Regions from separate parts of the Arabidopsis thaliana genome. Here region 2 is linked to region 1. A link is a contact called in public targeted proximity ligation data. All regions are on one chromosome and are shown on one strand. The core of a region is the stretch at or near the end of the contact, and the rest is flanking DNA. Distances in the headings are between cores, read along the strand shown.

Region 1 (6,121 bases), core at 2,643-5,142:
AGTCATTTTTGCATCACTTTCAATCCAGAATAAAGGTCAAATGAATCAACATTCCACGATTTTTTTTTTTTTTTTTTTTAAAGTTGTGTAAAAGTTAGAGCAATGTTCTTGTAGTTTTAGTTTCATCTATATAGTGCCTTTAATTAATTTCATCCAGTCAAATTAAGAACCATGTAACTCACTAAAACCATTTCATTCTAATTTGGTCCGGTTCGATTGAGATTGGGTTAGCTAATTTTAAGCCCGGTTTAGATTCACGCGCCGACTCATGGCCGGCAATTACTAATCAATCAAAATCATATCATTGACAAAAAAATTGGTTTCTCTCACAAAATCTGCCAACAGTTTTTGTCTCATTCCCGATCAGATCTCAACGACGACGAGCCATGGCTTCAACTTTCAGCGGCGATGAAACTGCTCCTTTCTTCGGATTCCTTGGCGCTGCCGCCGCTCTCGTTTTCTCCTGTACCATCTGATTTCTCCATTCCCCCGATCTCTTATCTCTTTTTTTCCCAGAATTGATTTTGATCCAAATCTGATCTGATCCGATTCGATCGGATTATGTTTCAGGTATGGGAGCAGCGTACGGGACAGCGAAGAGCGGGGTTGGTGTAGCGTCGATGGGTGTGATGAGACCAGAGCTTGTGATGAAATCGATTGTTCCTGTTGTTATGGCTGGAGTTTTAGGTATTTATGGTTTGATCATTGCTGTTATCATCAGTACCGGAATCAACCCTAAGGCCAAGTCTTACTATCTATTCGATGGCTATGCTCATCTCTCTTCCGGTCTTGCTTGTGGTCTCGCTGGTCTCTCCGCCGGTATGGCTATTGGAATTGTCGGCGATGCCGGTGTTAGGTAATTCTCGATTAAATTTCTCTATATGATGTATAACCTAATTCAATTGGTCGAATACGTTGGAAACTTTTCAGAAAATATCTTAGGCTTGGTTTGATTCTGTGTAAAATATCGGTTCTTTGTTCATACTTTGATTCAAATTGTTATGATCATGTGATGAAGTTTAACTGATGATTGATTCTAAATCATCAGAGCTTTATATGTGCGAGCTTAGTTCTTTTCATACCGTTGTTGATTTGCTATGTTAAAGTCTCTTACTTTGGTGTTAGTTGTTGTTGCTGTATGTGAGATTACGATTATATGATAGTCGCAGCTCCTGATATTGTTGTAAGTTTTTGTATGGAACTCGAGTTTTGAAAGGTGTTATGTGTTTGTAATTCTGGTGTGTGTTTTTGTGTTGCAGAGCGAATGCACAACAACCTAAGTTGTTTGTGGGAATGATTCTGATTCTCATCTTTGCTGAAGCACTTGCCCTGTACGGTCTCATTGTTGGTATCATCCTCTCTTCTCGAGCTGGTCAGTCTAGAGCCGAGTGAAATCCAGAGTATCTCTCTCTCTTATCGGCTACAGTCCTTGTAATGTTTTGGTATATTTTACTCTGTTTTCTTTTGTGGTATGTTTTTGAGTTTCTCATGAAAACAAGCAACATGGGTGAAATTTATTTGACTTTTGTTTCAAAACCCATTTCTTTTCTTTTTCATTTGCACACTATATATGGATACATCAATAAGTAATAAAATATGACGATTCAATGATTCTGTAGCCTTTGTAACTTCTCAGAAGCAATGATTTGAGTATTGTGTTGTTGAATCATGATTTTGGATGTATGGTAAAAAGATTTGAATAGTGTACCTGACATTATTAACAAACTTCTCTCGTCAATCAGAACATTATTTGGTTTCAGAGTTTCGAAACATCTGAGTTTTTTCCATGAGACAAAAACATGGATCCAAGGGTAGTAATTTAAACAAAACAATGAAAGGTGAAACAAAAGCCTCATATAGATCACTAAGGAGTTTCAATTCTGAAAGAGATGCAACTGGATTCTTTAGGCTGAAACAACGGCTTGTTGTTTTGCTTCGCTCTCTTGCAAGCTCTCATAGTATTTGACAAGAACATTCCATCCACTCGGACACATAAATCCATCTGGAGGATTCTCCCCTGTTCTTGCATAAGTTCGCATCTGTAAGCACAACAAAAAACACCGAATAAAAACTCAGGTGTAATCGCACATAAGCAGAACCTCGAAACTTGGAGCCTTCAATAAGAATCTTAAGTCTCAAAACTGTCTCTTACCTTTGTTCCAGAAATGAAAAGAAACTCTTTTGCACGAGAAGGATCGAAAAACGCCATCTTCTTCTCGATTGTATCGTAAGCTGCAACCTGAAAGATACAAAGAACACATGATTGGGAATTGAAGCAGCATATTCCGATAATCAAATAATCAAGAAACTTTGGTTTTGCAGTCAGAATCGATTTGTGTTACCCTAAATGGAAGAATATTGAGTTTCTCAAGTCCAGGGGCCATGCTTAAGACTCTCTTTCCATGATCAGGATCATATAGATCTCTCTTCTCAGTAGGGTGGCCCATTCCTGCAGGATCACGACCTACAATGTAGAAATTAGCACCAGCGTTAATCCTTGCCTTGGCGTGCCATTGAACTTCAGTTGGACCAGCATAGTGCATCGGTGACGGAAAGATCGAGACAATAGTAGTCTTCGGGTCAAGAACTCCATCTTCTAGAACCTACACATCATAAGCAAATCAAATCATAATCTCTCTTTACAACAAATTCTTTATGAGGAAAACGAACTCGGAAACAACAGCAAATATGCACCTTGCTATGTTGTTCCATTCTAACATCAAGAGGAACATCATCAGCTTTAGTGAAACCTCCTAAAGGATGAAGCAAGAGAACAGGGTTCTTGTACCCCATTTCCAAAAGCCTTTTCCGTGTATCATTCATCAACAGAGCATGTCCATTGTGCACAGGATTCCTTAACTGAAACGCAAAAACAGCATCTGCTTGACGATTATCAAACTCTTCCCTAAGCTGTTTAGGAGAGAGCCTGTAATGATCAAGCCCATCGTTATACTTAATCGGTTCAAAAACTTCTAAATCACCACCAATCAGCCAGTTTCCAGATGGAGTAATATATTCTTCCACATAAGGCAATCCTGGAGAAGTAGTTCCCCAAGTTCTAGCTATCCTTTCTTCCTTATTGTGTTTGTAAATCTCCACACTACAAATTACAAACAAAGACTACACAAATCAACAACATTACATATAAAGCACCTAACAAAGTTCAAATTTTTATACACATATACCTTCGGAGAGAACCAATGATATCTCCTTGAGGGCAAACAAGAGCAACATTCTCAGATGATCCGATCTGTTCCTTAGTATCATCATCAATAGCAAGAACAATAGGAAGAGACATGTTCACAAAAGTCCCATTTTTTAACCTAAGAGAATTAAAATGCAAACTTTGCAAATACTCATCTTCTCTCATGAACCCTTTTAAAGGACTAGCCCAACCTTCACTAATCACATGAACCCACTCAAGATCAATCTGATTCAGCTTCACTTTAGGCATCGTCTCTGATTCAGCTTTCTTCACTCCAATCTCAGTTTCCGGTACAATCAATTCCACCAATTCACCACCGTCGGGATCAATCAACGAGCTCTTAACAGTCATTTTCGAAACAGATTGCATTGTTAGGTTTCGTTTATAGACCAAATTGAGAAAAGGGTTGTTATTAGAAGAGGAAAGGAAGGAGATTTGGTTGGTGAAAGAGGATGGTTTTGAGTTTCTAGGTTGGAAGAGAGTGATGTGAGAAACGTAAGAGGATCTGATCATAAGAGACATGAATCTTGTTGAAGATAGCTACTTTGGGACAAAAGCGAGAGAAGTGGAGAGTAGAGAGTGAACAGTGAAGGTGAGATTAGGAGGAACATGTTGGAGGAGGAAGAAGAAGATCCACACGTTATTCCACTTTTGGCTCCTTTGCTTTTTTAGTTGCAGGAACTTTTTTGTTTGTGGATGTGATTATTATTGCCTTTTCTGTGAAATGTCTTTTTCACCCTTTGTTTTTCTCAAGATGGGCCCTTAGGGACCATTAAGGTTTAATCATTTGATTCGGCCCATCAATCGATATTTGTACAACTTTTCGTGGAAGAAAGGTAACTTGGGAAAGTTCAATTCAAAACCCTAAAGTTTTTGAGCCACCAATGAAGAAGAATAAGGTGCCAACAGAATTGATTTTTTCACTTCCAAATGATTTGTTAGTGAACATCTTAGCCCGTGTCTCGAGGTTGGATTATCCAATTCTCTCCTTAGTCTCCAAGCGTTTCAGCTCGGTCCTTACTTTACCGGAGCTTTACCAGACCCGGTCACTAGTAGGTCTTACCGAGAATTGTCTTTATGTGTGCTTACTGTCCTCTCGTGCTGACCGTATCCCTAGCTGGTTCAAGCTTTGTCGGAGACCTATCCTAGCCAGTGACACTAGGAAGTCAAGTGGGTATGTTTTGGCAACAATACCAATTCCACATTCTCCTCCTTTGCACAGGTCAAGTCTCGTGGCGGTTGGTTCTAATATCTATAACATTGGCGGATCCATCTCCCAATCCCAGTCATCTAGTGTCTCAATCCTAGACTGCTGGTCTCACACGTGGCTCGAAGGTCCAAGCATGCAGGTGGAGCGGGAGTACCCATCAGCCAGTTTACTTGATGGAAAGATATACGTAACAGGAGGCTGTTATAAACACTACAATCCATCAAACTGGATGGAGGTTTTCGATCTATAAACCGAAACTTCGGAGCCTGTGTTGAGCCGTGCAGGTAGGTTGACGTTTCATGGCTGTGGTGATCAAACTGATAACGTAGTGGTTGATGGAAAGCTACACAGTTGTGGTGGGTATAAGGGTGTGGCTTACAACCCCAATGATGGTAGATGGGATAGTTTAGGATCAGAGATGAATTTGGGTCTGAAATGGTCTTCATCTTGTGTGATAGAGAACGTGATTTACTATTATTATCACAATGAAAATATCAAATGGTATGACACTAAGGTAAGATCCTGGAGAACTTTGAATGGTTTGAAAACACTACCTAGGTTTGCTCGTTATGCCAATGTTAGGTTGGCAGATTATGGTGGGAAAATGGCACTTTTTTGGGACAAGTTTACTGGTTGTGGCAATCAGAATAGGATGATTTGGTGTGCGATTATTGCTCTTGAAAGACGCAATAATGAAGAGATTTGGGGGAATGTCGAGTGGTCTGATGCAGTGCTTCCGCATCAAGTTCCTATGGCCTATGTATGTGAGTATGTTGTTGCTGTCAACGTTTGATGAATGGCATAAGAGATACACTTGAATGTGGTGAATCTTTAGTATGATACATGTGGAAACTTTCTAGCACATCTAACATATATTACTATATGCAATACAAAACCATATACATGAAAGCAGGTTCATACATTAATAGAATGACCAAGCGAATAAGGTGTGTGATTCTAATTAATAAAAATCTCATTTAAAAAGATTCTACCGAGGAAGAAGTAGTAACCAAACTCGACAAAAGACCAACAACAAGAGCACTGTTATAAGTGCTTGGCTCATTTTGCATAGAATTGTTCCTTGCGTCTATAAACGTGTCATTCAAAAACGGTCCACCAACAAGTGCTCCATAAGCTACATTCGGATTTGGTTCATCCGAGTTAAGCCACTTAAACCCATCTTTGCATCCTGTGGTTGCATCAGCTGGTATTGAAGCTCCTCTATGATGCACAAATTCTGGATATTTCTCACCATATCCCACCAAATAGCTCATTTTCTCCGGATTTTTCCCTAACATGTAATCAGCCTGCACATTATATATGCATATATCAAGTTACAGTATTATACGTTTAATTAAGAGGAAAAATAAGAAACCAAATTAATATGCATATGGACCTGAGATCTAGCGAATTTTCTGAGATCTGAAGGTTTAAAGGATTGGTCACTGCAAGATAGTTCCTTAACACCAGAGGTGAGCATATAGTCACTGTAGAGTGTAGCTAGAAATGCAGAGGACACAGGGTGTTGCAGGGCATTCCATTCACTTACCCATATTAGACCACCTTTAATATCAAAACAAAATCAAATGAGATAATTAACAATGATTCAGTGAATGGTGTAACGTGAGATGTAAGGAAAGTACCATCGGTTCTACTAGATGTAGCAGTTGGTGAGCTTGGTATAAGCCCACACATGACAGCTTCTG
Region 2 (6,121 bases), core at 1,963-4,462, 50 kb after region 1:
CTATTGTAGGAAATCATTAAAGATCAGGTTGCAAACATGTACCTATGGCCAAAGACTTTGAATGTTCAAATAATGGATCCTTCTAAGTAAGTTCTTTTTTTTTCTTGTCAAATGTCACACTTGTGTTACTATTTGAAATTTTTGTTATAATTCAATTTTGCGCAATCTGCAGAGCTATGAAGAAACCTGTTGGATTGCTTAGTGTGAAGGTCATAAAGGCAATAAAGCTTAAGAAGAAGGATCTTCTGGGTGGATCAGATCCTTATGTGAAATTAACACTCTCTGGAGACAAGGTTCCTGGTAAGAAGACAGTTGTTAAACACAGTAATCTGAATCCTGAATGGAACGAAGAATTCGATTTGGTTGTTAAAGAACCAGAGAGCCAAGAGCTACAGCTCATTGTTTATGACTGGGAACAGGTAAAACCAGTTTGTGAATTGGCTTGTTTCAATAATTGCTGGAGATAATTTGCCTTATGTACACTTGATATATTTCAGGTTGGTAAACATGATAAGATAGGAATGAATGTGATTCAACTCAAAGACCTTACACCAGAGGAGCCAAAACTCATGACACTCGAGCTCTTAAAATCCATGGAACCAAAAGAGCCAGTTAGCGAGAAATCGCGTGGACAGCTCGTGGTTGAAGTCGAATATAAACCTTTTAAGGATGATGATATTCCAGAGAACATTGATGATCCAAATGCAGTAGAGAAAGCACCAGAAGGCACACCTTCTACTGGTGGCTTGCTTGTGGTGATAGTTCACGAAGCTGAAGATCTAGAAGGCAAATATCACACTAATCCTTCTGTTCGTTTGCTATTCAGAGGAGAAGAGCGTAAGACAAAGGTATATATAAAACTTCTCTTAAAACTCAAAATGGAAACATATGAGAGGACATCAAATTTTACACATTTTGGTTTGATTTTGTAGCGTGTGAAGAAAAACAGAGAACCGAGATGGGATGAAGATTTTCAGTTCCCATTAGATGAGCCTCCCATAAACGATAAGCTACACGTTGAAGTCATAAGTTCTTCTTCAAGACTAATTCATCCCAAGGTAGAAACAAAATCAGATCTCTCTTTAAAGATTGCATCAAAATCGTATCTCTGAGAAAGCAAAAACTAACATTTTGATATATGATTTGATCAGGAAACTCTTGGTTACGTGGTGATAAATCTTGGGGATGTTGTGAGTAATCGGAGAATCAACGATAAGTATCATCTGATTGATTCCAAGAATGGTCGTATTCAGATTGAGCTTCAGTGGAGAAATTCTTCTTGACTTCAAAGGTTCGTGTTTTCTTCTCTTAGGGTTCACGAAACAACACTTTTTGTTTGCCTTCCTTCCTATGTACGTAAAACTTCTATATTTGTTGCATGTTGGTTGCTATGGCTCGATTCGAAGAATAATGGGTTACACAGTATAATGGGCCACGTATAAGCCTTATAGTTCATATGGATTTTATTGTTTGGACCTTTTGGTTTATTTCTTGTGACATTTTCTGATAGTTTTTTTTGTCGTTTCTGAATTATTTTGCAGCTTATTGGATTATGGCAATAGTGATTATGGATTGTCTTTTTCATCTATTTCTTAGAGAATTCTGGTCAGTAATTGAATTATTCTATCAAAAAGGAAAAAAGATTTTTGAACAGAAAAGAAGTGAAGTTAGTTAATAAAGAGAGATTGGTCACTGGTTGGTGAATACTGAATAGTTGGTAAGCTACTAAGCTTAACTTCTTTGATATCATGATTTGGTTAATTCATACTTTTCGTGTACAATTTAGTGGTTTGTGCTACTATCATTGAATGTGATTATTTAAATCCAAATCCACATGATAAATGTTTATTAAAAAAATTATGAGTGGTTAAATTAACACATAATTTTGTACGATTTATCACGGTCATTTGATAAATATTTGTGGATAACTTTATTACATTTCTAATTTTCATTATTAAACTCAGTAAGCATATAATCAATATAAGCAATTTCTTTTTTGGTCAGCAATATATATATATATATATAGTCTTATGGAATGAAAAAGTTGAAAATAACACATGATGGCAATTAGCTACTAATTCATCAAGTTTGACAAATAATTATAAGAAGCTACCGTCTGGTGTGATTATGATTAGGTGATGGGACAATCAGTGACGTGGTGGATCGTTAGTGGATTGATTTAGTTAGAGTTGGGCACGTCCCATTGGACTCTAGTCGCCTATGTTTCGTAATCCGAGGGGAATCGAAAAGAGAAAATAAGTAAAAACATCATAAATAAGACATTTATGAATCGTGCCGGCACGTTCTTGATGAGTGAGAGTTGCCAAATCCAATGATTAAAGATTTCATTCATGCCTCTTCGTATTTTGCTTAAGTCTCTCTCGTATGCCATTTTTTTTTTTTTTTTGCTATACTATAAAGTCTATCTTAGATCATTTGAATTTACCTCCCTTGATACATTACATACGAGAGAACTGGCAGTTGTAGAAGATGTTGTGAATGGGAGTCTTATAACTGGATATGCGGATTCAAATTCGCTAGCTAAAGAAAGTTTTTATTTGAAGAAAATCTATAGTTTTGAGACGGTATAATATTTTACCAATTACTATTTGTAAAATAATCGATACATGGTTAAACTAAGTAAGATAACAACTTTTAGTTGTTGTTTTGGTGAAATGATAAACTTCTATGGAATTCTTATCTTGTTTTGGTAGGTACCAAGAGGATTAGACAGATAAGCGACTTCGTTTACTGCTAATATTGATAATCAAAACTTCGTTAGCTATGTTTTAATAAAGTTGTGAACAAAAAGAATGTTATGGAAAACTGCTCAAAACTGGATAAGTCTCATGCCAGTAAGAATCAAAGTGGCAGTGCAAGTCCAAAGACACAACACACTAGGATTTTGAAACTTGCATTGTTCAGACAATATATGATAGTTCAAAATATTACCTTACTAAGATTTCTCTAGGCTTCATGTCAATGATTTAGTCCAAATTTAAGAGACAATTTTAACTCAAAACAACAATGAAAATATGTATCACAATAAAAAAGTGTTAAACGAAATATATTATTAAAAACATTTAAAAACTGTTGAGAAACCAAAGAGATAATACAAAAACATTCATGACAATTGTATTTTTCTTGTTGTTTAAAAAAAACTGACAGATCTTCTCCATTTCAAAATTCAAAATCCGTGACATAAAAGAAAAGAGACTTTCAAAATTTTGAAAAAAGAAAAATAGAGGTGAAAATAAAAAGTATAATATAAATAAAAGGGGAGTGAGTGTATATGATAAGGAGGTGTTTGGTGCTGTTCTCTTAGCTGTCTCAGAGTTGTTGTTTTTCTACTAGTCCCCTCCTCCTATAGGCTCCTCTCAAAGTCATCTATCAACCGCCAAATCAACCTTCTTCTTCTTCTTTTCCTTCTCTCTTCGATTCTTTTTCGAATTTGGGTGATTCTCAGATTCACAAGCTTTTAGAGCTCGAATTTGATTGGCGAGCTAGAAATGTCGAGGTTTTGAGGAAGAAGCAACCACAAAAGAGGATTGATTTTAAGGGCTTTTTTGTTTGTTTCCGATCTTGCGGCAGAGATGGCGTCAAGGTTTATAAAGTGTGTGACCGTCGGAGATGGTGCCGTCGGAAAAACTTGCATGCTCATTTCTTACACTAGCAATACTTTTCCTACTGTAAATCTTTCCTCTCCTATTTCAATATCTCTTCGGTTTCTTATTTTTTTGTTGAGCTCGTTGCAAGAGTAGATTAGTGATCTGCAAGGTTTTTGCAAATTGGATTCAGGTGTAGATTTTAGGTCATGGAGCTGTATACTAGAAATTGATCAATTTCGTTACAACTTTTTTTGTTTTAAGACTTTGAGAATCTAGGCCAAAGTATTGATCTTGAAGCTACTGTGTTTTGTTTTTGCTTTTTATAAAGGATGATTTTGATTATAAGGTGTAAATCTGTGACTTGTGATTGGTGTTTCAGGATTATGTGCCAACTGTTTTCGACAACTTCAGTGCTAATGTGGTTGTTGATGGCAACACTGTCAATCTTGGATTGTGGGATACTGCTGGTAATTCTTTCGTTTCACCGTTTGGGATTTTCCTTTTGTTTCGGTTGTTTTTGACTTAGTTTGTGTTTGTGGGGTTTGTTAACAGGTCAAGAGGACTACAACAGGTTACGACCTTTGAGTTACCGTGGTGCTGATGTTTTCATTCTTGCTTTCTCTCTTATTAGCAAGGCTAGCTATGAGAATATAGCCAAGAAGGTTTGTCTCTCTTTTGCTGATAAATCCTATACAGTTTGTGTTGATGAGTGATCTTATTTGATTTCGTTCCTCCTCTCTCAGTGGATTCCTGAGCTCAGGCATTATGCTCCTGGTGTTCCCATTATCCTTGTTGGGACAAAACTCGGTAATCACACACTTTCCCTATTGAACTGATCATGCTATTTTTTTGACTGAAAGATCTGTGGTTACGTTCCTACAAGCCTTGTGACACCAACGAAGTTGTTAAGTTTTCTTGCAAAATTTGATTGTTAAGTCACTGGTATTTGCTGCAGATCTTCGAGATGACAAGCAATTCTTTATAGATCATCCTGGTGCTGTGCCAATTACTACAAACCAGGTACATATCCTTTTAAACGAATAGTCTTGCAATGATTGCCAGTTCTTAATAGAATTGTCTGATGTTGTTTTGAATGATGCAGGGAGAGGAACTGAAGAAACTGATTGGATCTGCTGTCTACATTGAATGTAGTTCAAAGACACAGCAGGTATACATAACAAATCGCTTGTCCTGTTCCTCACTGTTTGCAATATTTGATCTTATCAAGAGGGTGAGCTTTATTTCTTTCCTTTTGGTGTTTCTGCAGAACGTGAAGGCAGTGTTTGATGCAGCTATAAAAGTGGTGCTTCAGCCACCAAAGCAGAAGAAGAAGAAAAAGAATAAGAACCGTTGCGCGTTCTTGTGATAAGAAAAACCTCTAAGACTAGGTAAAACCAACTAAAGAAAGAAGCAGAAGATGATTTCAACTATTTGATTCGGCCCATTTTAATATGATAATTTCGACGTGAAGGGAGACATTTCTAGTAGCTTTTTTGTATAGTTGCTAAAACGAGCTTTGTTGTTGTTGTGTCTTTTACTCTTTGCTGGTGAATCTTTCGAGTCCACAGACTAAGAGACCGTGTGTTGTACTCTTGCTATGTAGACTAATCTCTGTCTCTCTTCTCTTTTGTTCTTGAGGATCATTTTGTATTAACAAATGAATCTAATTAATATTTGCAACGTTTATTTTGTTTTTAAGAGCTCTTGTTTTCTGCTTCTTTCCCACAAGATGTATATTCATGTGATCTTACCAAGCATCATGCTTAAAGAGATCTTTCTCCAGCTGCCTAAGCAAGAAGTTAAACTGGGGAACGGCTAAACCAGTCAACTTCTTGCAAGAAATTGCTTATTTAAAAGTAGCCAGCTTTTGCAATCGCATTGATCAATTCAACCAAAAACTTCCAGTTGACAAAAATCATGTAGACGATAGTTTAGTAAGTGGAAACCATGATTTTTGATTAGTGTCAAAAATACAGAGATCGTTCAAGTATCATAGATCACTGTGATTGTTACAATGATAACTGTACAAAGCTAAGGCCTAAGGCTAAGCTGAGAAAGAACAAAACAATATGGGACCTAAAACGGGACAGTATATGGTAATGAAAAAATTCCAACTTCAGACAATAACATAGCTCTAGGCAAAGAGGAACAATCTCTTGACGTCTGCAAGCTCATGATCGTGTCTTCATCAGTCTTATAAGAAGACTTGGCAGAAGAAACATTTTCTTTCCGACTTGTTCCAAAAAGCCAGTCATCGCTGCTGCTATCATCTTCCTCCAAGGAAATACAGGGAGGAACTAATTCATCAAACAATGAATTGTACCGGGATTCTTTGCTAGGCTTATGTTTCTTTCTCTTCTTTGATTCGGAAATAATTGCTACCTTGCCACTCTCAAGAGAAGTTGAGGGTACAGCCACATCATGATCACAGATACTTGGAAGAGAGACAGAACTTGGTAATTCGCTAGGTCTCTGAGTCCCTGAAGTGGAACAAACAGGATCCTCTTGAGGTA

What was found.
Region 2: a contact with region 1 is called in a targeted proximity ligation map of shoot, with 10 read pairs. A contact is called at or near these places in 1 of 26 Hi-C or Micro-C datasets (vegetative nucleus) and 1 of 2 datasets of targeted methods (shoot).

The regions. Positions count from the first base shown.
Region 1 is chr1:6,912,931-6,919,051 of TAIR10.1, forward strand. APS2 (Pseudouridine synthase/archaeosine transglycosylase-like family protein) reads right to left here and starts at 3,893. Exons shown (of 5, transcript NM_101847.4): 1 at 3,186-3,893; 2 at 2,695-3,100; 3 at 2,343-2,603; 4 at 2,153-2,239; 5 at 1,588-2,039. The coding sequence starts at 3,727. The coding sequence ends at 1,905. AT1G19930 (Galactose oxidase/kelch repeat superfamily protein) reads left to right here and starts at 4,090. Exons shown (of 2, transcript NM_101848.1): 1 at 4,090-4,615; 2 at 4,700-5,208. The coding sequence starts at 4,090. The coding sequence ends at 5,208. It overlaps AVA-P2 (ATPase, F0/V0 complex, subunit C protein), which reads left to right and starts at 71. Exons shown (of 3, transcript NM_101846.4): 1 at 71-465; 2 at 571-856; 3 at 1,260-1,664. The coding sequence starts at 387. The coding sequence ends at 1,392. It overlaps GH9B5 (glycosyl hydrolase 9B5), which reads right to left. Exons shown (of 7, transcript NM_001332419.1): 5 at 6,059-6,121; 6 at 5,812-5,978; 7 at 5,240-5,722. The coding sequence ends at 5,393.
Region 2 is chr1:6,963,630-6,969,750 of TAIR10.1, forward strand. ROP2 (RHO-related protein from plants 2) reads left to right here and starts at 3,213. Exons shown (of 7, transcript NM_101863.4): 1 at 3,213-3,689; 2 at 3,988-4,075; 3 at 4,161-4,270; 4 at 4,352-4,415; 5 at 4,564-4,628; 6 at 4,711-4,776; 7 at 4,876-5,380. The coding sequence starts at 3,594. The coding sequence ends at 4,974. SYTB (Calcium-dependent lipid-binding (CaLB domain) family protein) reads left to right here. Exons shown (of 14, transcript NM_001332437.1): 9 at 10-86; 10 at 173-419; 11 at 498-848; 12 at 933-1,058; 13 at 1,152-1,291; 14 at 1,542-1,814. The coding sequence ends at 1,283. AT1G20100 (DNA ligase-like protein) reads right to left here. Exons shown (of 3, transcript NM_101864.3): 3 at 5,396-6,121. The coding sequence ends at 5,685.